Regions from separate parts of the Mus musculus genome. Here regions 2, 3 and 4 are each linked to region 1. The links are chromatin contacts, called in public ChIA-PET and HiChIP or PLAC-seq maps. All regions are on one chromosome and are shown on one strand. The core of a region is the stretch at or near the end of the contact, and the rest is flanking DNA. Distances in the headings are between cores, read along the strand shown. Region 1 has its middle 7.5 kb from the start of Gm38926. Region 2 has its middle 5.1 kb from the start of Gm32124. Region 3 overlaps Bcat1 (branched chain aminotransferase 1, cytosolic). Region 4 overlaps Rassf8 (Ras association (RalGDS/AF-6) domain family (N-terminal) member 8).

Region 1 (2,937 bases), core at 277-2,776:
AACTAAAACTAAAACTAAAATCTTCTTTTTTAAAAATTCCTCCACAATACTAAAACTATCGGAAGGTGTCTATGATGCAAATATTCTATATATACATAGTTAATGATGTTTGCACAACACATCTGTCTCTTGCTTTAATTTAATCAGGGTTAGTTATAAGGTTTTTAAAAATGGCTTTTATTGGCATGTGTGGGTTAAAAACATAAAGCAACATTCACAATTGTATGATTTCATTTACTTGAGAGTAACCAAAAAAATGGCATCTGTGATTTCACCTAACAGCATCCTGAAGCTCTGGCAGCTCGCCCTGAGAGTCCTGATACCAGCCTGCCCCATCTTTGTCTATGGGTATCTGTGATGGTGAAGCATTTGCCAGCAGAGGGAGCTCTTTTGCTAGAATCCAAAGCGCTTACTTGTCTCTCTGTCTCTGTCTCTCTCTCTTAGGAAAAAAAAAAAAAAACTGCAAACTACGAAGCAGTCCGCTTTGAGGCATTGTCTTCACTGTTACATGAAGTCGCTGAATGAGCTCTGGGTTATTTAGGACTACACAGATGTCACGGGAGAACGTCGATTAATATAATTTAGTAAGATGTTTGTGGCTTGTGCTTTTTGTCTGACTACTTCGCACAACCTGACAGACCCTCCTGGATGTGCCGCGCCTGCTTTCAGGACCTGGCTTTTTAACCCCCGGCTGGAGGGAGACACTGTTTTTTGCTTTTTAAATTCGGCTTGGGTGTTTGTTTGCAAATAGGATCTCACTACGTGGCTTTCAATCCTCCTGCCTCAGCTCCACCGCACCCGGATGCAGTTTAAATTTGGTTCTAAACCGGGAGACATCGTAAGTCCTGCATCTCCGAGCCCTGCTGGCTTTCTTCTCCAGCTCGCTGCGTCTTACAGCGACCACAGCACGCAGTCTGTTTTGAGCATCGGAGTGGCCAGTCATCTCACAGAACCGTGGCGGGTCAGCTCTCACGTGGTTTAAATTTAGCCGCTAGGAGCCACCCGCAGCATCTGCTCCCGGGTCTCCTTGAAAACTTTTCGTAGAAAGCAAAAAGATCCAGTGTCAATCGGCGGGCAGAGCTGATGTTCCCTGAAGGCGAAGGACGTCCTACTGGACCACCACCTGCCCCATTTTATTTCATTAAAAATATATGCATGTGTATATATGTGTATGTATGTATATGTATATATATGTGTGTGTGTATACACACACACATACATATGTGTATGTGTGTATATATATTCATATATATGTATATATGTATAGTTTTCTCTCCACATTTTTACATAGCCCAGGCCAGCCTGGAACTCAAGGCAATCCTCCTGTCTCAGCCTCTGCGAGGCAGGGATGACGGACACATGCCAACCCACCCCGCCCTACTTCAGACCTGGCGGTCGGCAGGTCCGGCGACTCCGCCCACTGTCTTGCCGGGGAGGGGCAGGCGCGCTCCCGTCCAGGTCGCGGCACGGTTGTGTCAGCCCCTATGCAAATGAGATACCCAGAGCGGCCAATCGGAAGCCGGCGGGGCGGTGACGTGCTCTCAGAGCCCGGTGGTATTTATAGCTCGTATTTAAAGAGCCCTGGGGAGTCTCCCGCTCGCTGGGCGGCGGCGCGGAGCTGCGCGGTGGCGGGTGTCGAGGGGGGGAGGGGGCTGGGCCCGGACGGAGAGTGCAGAGTGCAATGGTCTCGCCCCGCTCCTAATGGTCCTTGCCTGGGCTCCTGGACAGAGGGAGAGCTCTGTCACTTGAACAATTAATGTTTCTTCCTTTCCCTTTTCTTCCTTCCTTCCTTTCTCTTTTTTTTAGCTCTTTGGACAGAATCTAACTCTAACCTAAGCTGAACTGTAGACCACTGTATAACACAAGCTGGTCTGTCCACGAACTCTCAGCGAAACTCCTGCCTCAAGTCTGAGTTTGCAGACCGATGTTGCAGTCGTGCACCATCGCGCCCAGCTTGACTATACATACGAATTTACACATATATATGTATATTATATACTTTAAATCATTTTTTAAGCTAGGGATTTGGACTCTCAAGCAAGAGCAGAAGATTCACTCCGACCCCACCCCAAGCCTCAGTCGGAGTCACCACCAGTAGTGGGGTTTCCTGGTACTTGCTGCTTGGAAGCCGTCTTCCTGGAGGGGGGGGGAGGGGAAGACAATACGAGCTGGAAAGCCAAGAGTCGTGGGATTAGGGGGCGGGGCAGTTGGCTAGGTGACAGTGTGATCATGGAAAATAAGATGCAAGATAGTGGCGGTGATCATCCCGTTTCAGTCGACTGATCGCCAGACTCTGCAGTGCGAAAGCAGGAAGCGCATGACATCAGAGGACGGAGGAGCCCTGAATAGGACCCGGTGTCTGCAAAGCTGGCTGGCTTCCTCTCTCCTCCTCCCCTATACCTCTATCTTATAGCAGAATTTGGTCTTGACGGTGAGCTCAGGCACTGGGTGCTGCCCTAGGGAGACACTGACCAAGTTTAGTATGCCTGGGTGCCTGTTCACCTGAGTGTATAATGACACAGACCTCAGATTCGTTTAAGGACAATCAGGCTGTTAGATGGGTTTGTAGAAAGGAGCTAACCTAAAGTGCTATGATTACCACCCTAACCTAACGAACAGATGGCGAATGGGGAGACCCTCACTAGTATGCAGGACACAAAGGCTTCTCAGCTACCTCCACAAATACAGTTCTCAGTAAGCCAAGATTGGGTTGTTACCCACCAAAGGGTCTGGGGTGTGCCTGGTCCCTTCTTGTTTTTTTGTTTGTTTGACTGTCTGTCTGTTTGGTTTTTGTTGTTGTTGTTGTTATTGTTCTTCCTTAGAAAGGTGTGCTTGACATAGATCTCTACAGACCAGGCTGACCTGAAGCTGTGTAGCCCAGGTTGGTCTCACACTCGGAGCAGATCCAGTGCAGGATTTAACGTTGCTGTGCACAAA
Region 2 (3,153 bases), core at 418-2,917, 440 kb after region 1:
CTCTGTGTCTTCACTGTGCAGCCATCCCTTGGGCTCCTATGTCTCACTCTCTGTCAGATCCGGCAGGTGTGGCAGAAGTCACCAGGAGCTTGGCCATGGAAACTGCCCCTGTAAGGATGGAGCTTCCGAGCGACACTGCACTGAAGGATCAGGAGGCCTCCGTTGCTTCTGCAGGCATCGAGGGGGGAATACTCTTTCTGCTCCTTTCTAGCTTGCTGGCTCAGGGCTCCTTCTTCCTTTGTTTTACAAAGCACACCACTCCAGTCTCCAGTCCCCTGTCCCTTCTCTGTGTTCTGACCCTCCTGCATCCATCCCTCTTCCACAGAGGATCTTCCGAGCTAAGGCAGCACAGTCTCCCCATCTCTTTAAACTTAATTCCACCTGCACATTCTCTAATGAGGGGGAACTTTTGCTAACTTCTGAAGGTGTCAGCCTCCCTGAAGGTCATTAATCTAAGAAATTGCTCTCAGGGAATTTTTAAGGATAATTACTGGAACCCACAGACATGAACAGCATGGGAGGGTGGGTGTGGACCCTTTGACTTCTGGGCTGTAGCTTTTCATTAAAAGAATTTTTTTTTTTGGAGTAGAAATGTTTGAAAAGCATTATCACGCTCATATTTACAGTATAGAAAGACCACAGAAAGTCCTACAACCTTCCCTAGGAAGGTTATAAAGGGCACGGATACATGGAAATTGACTTTTTGTTTTTTTAAAGCAATGTCTGTTTGGATGCATGGGTAGAGCACGGATGTTCATTTCCACCCCCTCCCCCTGTTCCCTTCTACCTTATTGCCTACTCAGTTCCCAGAAATCCTTAATTTGCTTTGTGCAGGACTTAAACTCTATCAGATGTCTTCTCCATATGAATTTATGCTGCAACCACTCTGTCCAAGTGACAAGATTAAGTGACAAGACATTTGCTCGACAGTGCTTCTCAGAGTGCAGACAATGACTTGATTAAGGAGTGCGTTATGTATGCTTTGGATGTGACTGTGCCCCCAGGCCCGGGCATCTGAACACCCGTTCCCAGCTGGTGGTCCTGTGGGGGGAGATACGGAGCCTTCAGGAGACGAAGCTTCTCTGGAGGAAGTGGGTTGCTTTTGGGGCGGACCTCGAGGTTTGTGACCTGACCCCACTTCCTGCCTGCTGGTGTGTGGAGAGGTGAAGACTCTCAGCCGTACCCTCTGCTCCCCCAGCAGTGAATTCCTCGCCTTTCCCTCTGTACCCTTTCAAACCATGAGCCCCAAAGAGCCATTCCTCCTTTTAAGTAGCCTGTTTGCCAGAGTGATAAGAACTGGTCCAGAAGACATTCAGGAACAGCTAAAGCATTTTAAAGAGAATACAGGCTGCAGGAGGCTCTGTACAACTAAGAATCAGATTCCGGACACGCTCTGTGTTGGCTCTCACTCTACAGACACAACGAGTGTATTGTTAGCAGCCCTGCAGCTGCTTTGTCAGGTACCTGGGCTGGGACAGAACAGTGGGCTTGAAGGCACTGACTCCGCAATCAAAGTGAGGGAAGAGGTCCCGAGGTCTGAGGAACACCCAAGGGACAAGAGAGAGGATGGACATCTCTTTGGCAGCTTGGTGTCTACTCTGCACACTGAAACCATCCCAGGTCTGACTCAACAAAGTACCAGCACGGAGTCATCCGACCACTTCCTGGGTTTTCCCCCTCAAAGCTTTCACACCCAGCGTTGGCCTGCACTCCACCCTGCCAGAGGATGAGCTCAGCAGGCTGCGCAGGCGCGAAGGCCTGACAGACTGCTATGTAATGGTCCCCGGGGGCACCGGGCTTCCATCCCTGGAGGCAGGAGATGGAAGAGGGTTTGAACAACAGCAATTAGCTGGGGATTTTCTCCGTGTCTTGGTGAGAAACATCTGACCTCGAAACAAGTCTTTCTTTGGTGAAGAAGGGCGGTGTGTGCCTTACAGGAAACTCAAACATGACTTCAGAACATTACACACTGGATTAGGCAGAAGGGCACATGTGTGGCACCAGGGGGTGGGGTGGGGGGAGCTCGCCTCTGATTTTTAGAGCAGAAATACAACCGGAGCTTGAGTGAGGTTGTCAGCGGGGAAGCTTAGGCATGCTCCAGTCTGAGGGTCTTAGGCACTCACCGTTGGCAGATCACCGCGCCAGCCCTTCCTCCCCACCCCTTATTTCCTTCTTCTGCCAGCTTGCGCTCTCTGTTCTTCCCTATTTAAATATTTCTTCCTACTCAGAGCCCTGTAAGCACTTCATCACCAAAGTCTTTGATCTAGGAACAATAGCAGCCGTTTGAACAGCAGAAGAGAAACACTTGTTACATAATTTTACTTTCTCTCCAGACTTTGAACATATATCACCAAGTCAGGAAAACCTAGAGTGAAAGTTTCCAGGGCCGACCACACTCCAACCACACCCCGCCCAAGGCCCGACCACACCCTGATCAAGGCCCACCACGACTGACCACGCCCCAAACACGCCCCAACCTCCCCTGGCCTGCCTGCCTTTACATAGTGTTTTTATTTCTCACTCAGTTTGGTCACACTTTTCTGAGGCTAATTATGCACCGGCCTTGCAATCTTTACAAGATTTGCACATGACAAATTCTGATTTGCTTGTTACGCAGGGAAGGCAATCTTCAAGATGAAGCTTCATAAATAACCAAAAGGAAGACTTTTACACTCAACAGTAAAGCTAATTTATACTCACGAAAATTTTTTTTCTCCCACCATGCATTATACAGTGTCAGGCATAATATTTTAATCCCTACACTTTAGCACACATTTCAGCCTTCCTGGCTTTGATTGACCTATGGCGTCTCACTGCATCTTCATGGATTGTGGGACACAGAGGGCGGCAGCATATTATGGGCTGGAATGTGTTATTTTTCCACCTCTAAGTCTCCCTCACTTTCTTACATGGACACACACACACACACACACACACACACACACACACATACACAGATGATTATATTTAATGGTTTCCAAACTAAAATGACATCCCAGTCTCTTCTCTTACCTACCTGCTCTCCATTGGTTGTGCAAGCCTAAGTCCACCTATCAAAAGCAGCTCCAACAGTGTTTACCCAGCGAGTGGTGCACACCAACAATCTAAATATAGACACCATCTTTCCAAGTCCGCACCATGAAGCACTTTCAG
Region 3 (3,061 bases), core at 237-2,736, 300 kb after region 1:
GACCAAAGTCCCCTTCCCTGCCTCTTCTTCCGAGTTCCTTTAATTCTTCAGAGCATTAATCACCTTGATCTAGTTTCCTCGTTATTTCTTTATCTCCCCTTTGCTTGCAGAGCAAGGATGGGTGTTTCTAATGATCCATGGCATTAAAGATACAGAGTAGCTCAAAAATACTAGGTGGGAGGTTTGGATAATCCATTGTGGATAACCCATGCCAACTTGGGTAACTGTCCTTGGCTGGCAGTCACAGTCCAGGAAGCAAGGCAGTCTCTGTATATTCTGTACACTCTCTGAGCCTCAGTGCCTCTGTGATTAAAGCTTAAATAAAATTAAAAATGCTAAGAATAATTACAAAAGAATGCTGATATTGAGTAACGAGGAAAAGCGGGCACCCTCAATATTGATGAGACAGAGCCCGAGTTCACTTTCAAATTATCCTAATTCAGATGGCGAGTGAAGAGTAACAACAAGGCTCAGGTGTTTGTTTTTGTTTTTAAGCTTGAAGACAGTTATATTAAAGTTCAAGAGAGAAGTAGTAGGGTGGGCAAGCTGTAAATTTTGGCAGCTGCCTGGAGGAGAGAGAGGGGTAAGGAGAGGAGAGAAGAAAGCCCTGCTGTTTACTGTCTGTCTGTCCATTCCATGTCAGGAAGTAGTAGTGCAGAGCCTGGGAATGCAGTGAAGTGAGGGTGGTGTGCAGTCAGCCAGAGTGAGTGAAGCTGGGGCTGGATGAGAAATTTCGCCAGATCTTTTGAAGAGCCATGCACATTATTGATGATGTTGTTTAGAAAGAAAATCAGGGCCATGGATGACCTAATGGGTAAAAGTGATTGCCGTGTAAACCTGATGACACGCGCATCTTTGATCCCTGGTGCCTGTGGTGGAAGGAAAGAACCAAATCCCAGAAGTTGTCCTCTGAGCTCCCCAGGGCTGCGGACTATGCCCGCATTCATGCGTACCATGTGTATGTACATACAACAATAAATGAAAGTCTAGAAAGCCGATGTCTGCTGGCTTCTCCGTGTTTAAGATATGTCTAGAATTCAGTCTCACCGTTCAGCTCACACTGACCATCTAACAGACACACCTGTTCTGCGTCTTCCTAAACGTTGCTAATTATCTTATTGTCGGGAACTGTGGGTGGGGGCTGGGGATGTAGCACAGCTGACAGAGTGCTTGGCTAGTGTGCGCCACTCAGAGACTTAGTATTGGAGAGTTTTAAGCCAGCCTGAGTGACAAGAGACTCTGCCGGACTCCCCCTGTCCCCAATACCACCAAAAGCTTTCTTCTTCACAGTTTCTTTTTAATATTGTACTTTACTTATTGTTGTTGTTGTTCTCTAGCTGTTCCCAAGTTAAGGATCAGAACCGAGGTGACTTGGGTTTGTGACAACGGCCGAGCTGGCTTTGTGGAGAACAGCTGAGTGCAGTTGTTTCCTATCTTCCTGTTTTTGTGCGGCTGAATAGGAGGGCTTTTGTTTACTGTCTGTCTCCTCCTAGGACAGGGTTTGCATCTGCGGCTCTATTCTCTCTCTGCCTGTCTGTCTTCAAAGAGGAGAGCACTTCTTTGCTGTCTGTGCCCATCTGTGAGCCTCCGTATCTGGAGGAGCTGGGGACATGTGATTGGAATGCTCTGGGGAGGTGGAGGCAGCCATAGCGGGCAGTGGCTGGGTCCTTAAAGATCCTCCCTGCTTCTGTGAGCACTGCTGTGTGCCCTGAAGGATGCTCCCTGCTACTGTGAGCAATGCTGTGTGTCTTCTGGGAGTGCTTCTCTGGGGTCTGGTGAGAATCGGGAATCATTTCACCACATCTCCCACACCCCTAAAGTTTGCTTCTCATGGCACTACAACCGAAGCCATTGCAGGGATTTGTTTGTGACTTAGCCTTGCTGTGTAGCCTTGGCTGGCCTGGCACTCACTTTGTTGCCTAGGCTGGCCTCACATTTGTGTCTCTTCTTCTACTTCAGCCTCCTGAGTGCCAGGATGACGGGCGTATACCACCGTATTATTGCAGGAATTATTGAGTTTTATAAAAAAAAAATGTATTTCTAAATTCGTTTGATTTTTCTGAAATAAAAGTGTGTTTTTGTCTTTACGTATGTGTGTGCATACATCATGTGCGTGCTTGGTGCATGTGAAGGTCAGAAAGACAGCATCCGATCCCCACGAACTTTGTATTTAAGAATGGTTATGAACCACCATGGGGAAGCTGGGAATTGAACTTGGGTCCTCCGTGAGAGCAACAAATGCTCTTTTCCACTGAGCTGTCTCTCCGGCTCTAAGGTTATTATTATTATTTTGCATTGTTAATGGCAGTTATTTATTGCTTGTGGGGTGCTGGGGAGGGAGGTGCATGTACAGTGCTTGGGTGTAGCTCAGAGGACAACTTGTGGAGTCTTGGTTTTCCCCTTTCACCATGTAGGTCCTAGGATCAAGCTCAGGTTTGCTGGTTTGGTGGCAAGTGTCTTTACTTGCTTTGTCACCTTGTCAGGCCCTGTTGCAGAGATTTTGAACAATTGACTGAACTCTGAGCACAGGTTTGGTCTATTTGGTTCTCAGTGTTAACGGTATGATATTGGGGTTGTTATTTGAGACTTGATTGGGTCAGTTTTTTTAGACAAGGTTGGAACTTCTGAATCTCCTGCCTCCACAGTCTTTCAGTGGTCAAACCCGGGGCTTCTGCAAGCACCCCACCAACTGCAGCGAGTCCTCAGACACCCCCAGTGTTAAATTCTGTGCTGGGTGTGGTCGTGTCATCACCAAGGAATGGTGTTCACATTGGACCTTTGGACCATCTAGCCCATGCAGTGTGGGCTCCAGGCACTTTCCCTTTCTCCTCTACAGGCCAAAGATCTCATCATCACACCAGCCACTGTCTTAAAAGAGAAGCCGGACCCGGATTCGCTGGTCTTTGGAGCTACGTTTACTGACCACATGCTGACGGTGGAGTGGTCCTCTGCGTCTGGATGGGAGAAACCTCACATTAAGCCTTTTGGAAACTTGCCCATACATCCCGCTGCCTCTGTTTTGCACTACGCTGTGGAAGTAAGTGCTTGGGAGCACCCGTGG
Region 4 (3,405 bases), core at 636-3,135, 450 kb before region 1:
TGCCCAGGGTTTCTCGACATTGCTGAGTAAGAATGCTTCAAGAAGTCGGAAACCTTTTGAACGCAGGCTTGCGGCTGCTGCTGAAGTGAAGTACTCTGTACTTACTGAAGTTTTCCCAGATCTGACCTCTCATTCCCACTGGGTAGGCACCTGCAGGCTGTCTTTTAGTTTACAACACCTCTGACCATCCTTCCTGGCAACAACAAGGTTCTAAATTGCATTACCTGTACATAACTATAGCTGCTGTTGCCTCTGCAATGTATCTGACACTGCCGCTCTCTCATCCTGGCACCTTACAGATCACTTCTGTAGCACTGAACCTTAATACAGACACTCGTAGGAGCTGGAGACATGGCTCCATGGTTAAGGGTACTTGCTGCTCTTCAGAGAATCCTTTGGTTCCCAGCACCCATGCGCTGTGTCTCACACTGCCTCTAACTCCAGTAGCAGAAGACTGGCGCCCCTTCTGGCGGCACTGGAAACTGCAGTCTCTCTCTTTAGGTTACAAAAGGGCACTGAAATACTGTATTTCTACAAAACACTATTAAAATACTGAAAACACACTTAGGAAGTTACTATGTCTTAGGTATCAGAGGAGTGGCTAATGGTCCAGTAACATAGTAAGTATGTCCTGGCATCTGGGATGACCACCTTTTTGTGGTATTATGGGTTGTATTTTATAATACACAGCTGATCCTGATAACCACCCATGCTTCATGAGGAGGAAATGCATTCTTGAGGTTTTGTTCCAGGCTCAACTCCAGAGCTACTTACCTACTGGAACTGAATTTTAGAGAAAATTCAAATTCAGAATCACCACTAGCTTTTAAAAGAAATATTTCTCACTCAAATGATGCTTTTCTATTGCAAGCAGCTACCATGGGAGTTTCTGTTTCTCAATGACAGCCTGGAATTTTGCGATGGGGTCAGTACTGTTCCATGAGAGTTGCAGTCTGCACAGACAATCTGTGTGTGAAAAACACCCAATGCTGTATCTTACCTAGACAGGTAAATTTTAAAAGCCAGTTCCTGAACCCTGCTAGAGCTTTCTTAAAACAGAAATAAAGTGTAAGCATGTGGGCCCTGAGTCCCCCTCTAGGACTGTGAAATGGAAACAATGTGGATATATATTTCCACAGAAATGTCTTAGACCCCATGGCTTTTAATCAAAGATGTTTTTCTCATCTTTTGAATAAGACAATCTTTTAATCACAGGGAAAAACTAAGAATGATTTTAACATTAAGTATAAACCACCCATACCACTGACCTTCATTCTCACAAAAGGATGAGCCATTCACACATTCTATAGGATAATCTGTAACCCACAGGCAATGCTGCCCTTTACTTTGTTGCTACTTGAATTTATTTTCATCTCTGTTTTCAGCAGTCTGGGCCTCCTTGTAAGTTACTAACACCGCTCATTTAAAAAGTGAGCCACAAGAAATTAGACATTGAAAGACTGATGTGAGCCCACAACTGCCAGACAACCAGGCTGCATTAATGGCACACCAACCAAGCTGAGGATGCCGCCCGGTACCTGCCAGACAGCTGGGGCAGACAGGCTGCAGCTAGAGTATGAATCAGACAGTGTAGCTCTCTAGTCAACAGGTAAAACAAACAAACCAACAAACATGTTAAGTTATTGAGGTTTAAGGATTTATCACTAAACAGGAGTGCCAGCTGAATACTACCTGGGGTCTGGAGTTAAGGCTGACTATGCATGCAGGGCATGTGTGGTAGTAACAAGAGATACAGCCGGTAAACATGTAGCCAGAGACATTCACGGATGTGGAATGTGTGCCTGACACAGTCTGAAGTGAGGGGACATTAAGCAGAGGTGACCTGAGCTTTTTTGTTACTTTGGGGCTTATGGTTTTAGCCACCAGAGGTCACTCTTCCCTATTAGAAAGATGCAAGACAACACTGGCAAGGCTCTCCCAGCCGCTGGTTAGAGGAATGAAAGATGTGAGGGTAGATCTCCCCACCCCTTACCGCAGGCAGCAGAGAGCAGAAGACAGGAACCAGCACCAGAGACTAACAGACTTAAGTCCATCACTGAGGGCAGAGGAGAGGCTGTGGAATACTTTCCTGGCAATAGAGATCTGTGGAATAGCTGCCAAGCTAGTAAGATGTAAGGCAGAGTTGGAAGGGCTATCCAGAGTTCTTACTGTATAAATATGGCCACTCCCAGGCATTCCTCAGCTAAAGACTGCAGTGATGTTTAATATTGCTTCATAGAAGTGTAAAGTAGCCAGGGCTGCTTCAGGGCTCCACATATATGAAACCAAATAGAAGGAAGAGCCTGCACTGGTGGGCACTGGTGGGCACTGGTGGGCACTGGTGGGCACTGGTGGTGTGATTCAGAGCACAGGAGTGTGGGATGTAAGCTGAGACAATTCACATTTCTGAAAGCAGCCTGAGTTGAATAGCTAAACCCCATCTCAAAACCAAACCAAAGCAAAACAAAAGCCAGCTTAGTCTATCACTGCGCCTTCAGCCAAATATCCCACCCATCTTACGAAGGGTGAGACAAGTCTACTGCACTGTTTCAGGGGAGGCCTAGATCTGGCTGCAAGCAGGAAGCTCAAGGACGATCTACAGTGCTTCTCGATGACAAGGAACAATTCAGGAAAGACGCCTTGGTTAGCAAGGGGTTTAACCCTGACAACAGTTCCTTGTTTCACCACAAAAACATAAAGAAGGAGTGTGATAGAGAGCGAGCCGTTTCTTCATGAAGCCCTGTTTGGAGTATTGTATCCGGGACATTGACAAGGGTATTGCACATCAGTGTAACCTTGGATTCCTAAAACAACTTCCTCTACTGCAAAAGTAAAGTATGTTCACTGAAAACATCCAGAAAGTAGGAGAGGCTTTGAGGAAATAAAATCATTGCTGACTTGGGGAATGGAGCAGAGTGCAGCACGAACACTTTAAACACACAATTCCCATTGACAGTTCTGCCTCATAATTTATCTCCATCTCTCCTCAGATAACACAGCTGACAGTGTCACCAAGAACTGTGTGCTGCAGGCTGTGCCTCCTGTGTGCCCTTCCCTCACGTTTCCTGAAGTATCTTCCTCTTGGGATGACCCCACAGCATCAATGTTCTGGCCTCTCCTCTGTGCTCTCCTGTCCTGACTGCTCATCCCTCCTCCTATGCCTTCTCCCATCTGTCTGGTCCTCCCCAGCCTCCACTTGAGGATGCTCCCTCAAGGGTTAAGCATGTCTACAGAATCGCCAGGTCTACTTGCCTCTGTCCTTCCTTCTGGTGGCTTCCACTACTAGGGATGTGGTCGCTGATAGGGATGTGGCTGATAAACCTTAATTGATGTACAATAGGTCCTTGATAAAAGTTAGATTTATACTAATGATTAATGGCTTATAAATCTGATTTCCAGGAAGTT

The links. ChIA-PET counts read pairs in DNA pulled down with a chosen protein or histone mark. HiChIP or PLAC-seq counts read pairs in DNA pulled down with a chosen protein or histone mark.
Region 2: a contact with region 1 is called in an RNA polymerase II ChIA-PET map of memory CD8 T cells, with 25 read pairs. The contact joins two enhancer-like sites. A contact is called at or near these places in 2 of 484 Hi-C or Micro-C datasets (CD4 T cells and CD8 T cells), 2 of 115 datasets of contacts at active chromatin or transcription factors (effector CD8 T cells and memory CD8 T cells) and 1 of 9 other capture datasets (embryonic stem cells).
Region 3: a contact with region 1 is called in an H3K4me3 HiChIP or PLAC-seq map of stem cell-derived neural progenitor cells, with 2.8 times the contacts expected there. The contact joins two enhancer-like sites. A contact is called at or near these places in 1 of 15 datasets of contacts at CTCF or cohesin (large pre-B cells), 5 of 484 Hi-C or Micro-C datasets (B cells, cerebral cortex, granulosa cells and 2 more), 11 of 115 datasets of contacts at active chromatin or transcription factors (bone marrow-derived macrophages, embryonic hindbrain, embryonic stem cells and 4 more) and 1 of 9 other capture datasets (pancreatic islet).
Region 4: a contact with region 1 is called in a FOXA1 HiChIP or PLAC-seq map of pancreatic cancer cells. The contact joins two enhancer-like sites. A contact is called at or near these places in 2 of 15 datasets of contacts at CTCF or cohesin (the NIH/3T3 cell line and pro-B cells), 43 of 484 Hi-C or Micro-C datasets (the AML12 cell line, the C2C12 cell line, CD4 T cells and 33 more) and 16 of 115 datasets of contacts at active chromatin or transcription factors (the NIH/3T3 cell line, the SCID.adh cell line, bone marrow-derived macrophages and 13 more).

Annotation. Positions count from the first base shown.
Region 1 is chr6:145,339,445-145,342,381 of GRCm38.p6, reverse strand. No RefSeq gene overlaps it. Among named protein-coding and RNA genes, the nearest start is that of Gm38926, 7.5 kb to the left of the region's middle. Within about 2 kb of position 1,526, at least 422 of the 459 cell types and tissues checked have an H3K27ac peak or open chromatin away from gene starts, as enhancers often do. A contact at or near this core is called in CD8 T cells, bone marrow-derived macrophages, brown adipocytes and 9 more, where this site is marked.
Region 2 is chr6:144,901,320-144,904,472 of GRCm38.p6, reverse strand. No RefSeq gene overlaps it. Among named protein-coding and RNA genes, the nearest start is that of Gm32124, 5.1 kb to the right of the region's middle. Within about 2 kb of position 1,667, at least 178 of the 459 cell types and tissues checked have an H3K27ac peak or open chromatin away from gene starts, as enhancers often do. A contact at or near this core is called in CD8 T cells, effector CD8 T cells and memory CD8 T cells, where this site is marked.
Region 3 is chr6:145,039,411-145,042,471 of GRCm38.p6, reverse strand. Bcat1 (branched chain aminotransferase 1, cytosolic) reads left to right here. Exons shown (of 11, transcript NM_007532.5): 3 at 2,837-3,037. Among named protein-coding and RNA genes, the nearest start is that of Gm26666, 6.6 kb to the left of the region's middle. Within about 2 kb of position 1,486, at least 26 of the 459 cell types and tissues checked have an H3K27ac peak or open chromatin away from gene starts, as enhancers often do. A contact at or near this core is called in cerebral cortex, rod photoreceptor and stem cell-derived neural progenitor cells, where this site is marked.
Region 4 is chr6:145,791,946-145,795,350 of GRCm38.p6, reverse strand. The region is part of intron 1 of Rassf8 (Ras association (RalGDS/AF-6) domain family (N-terminal) member 8); the gene reads right to left. Among named protein-coding and RNA genes, the nearest start is that of Gm15704, 45 kb to the right of the region's middle. Within about 2 kb of position 1,885, at least 58 of the 459 cell types and tissues checked have an H3K27ac peak or open chromatin away from gene starts, as enhancers often do. A contact at or near this core is called in bone marrow-derived macrophages, brown adipocytes, embryonic fibroblasts and 3 more, where this site is marked.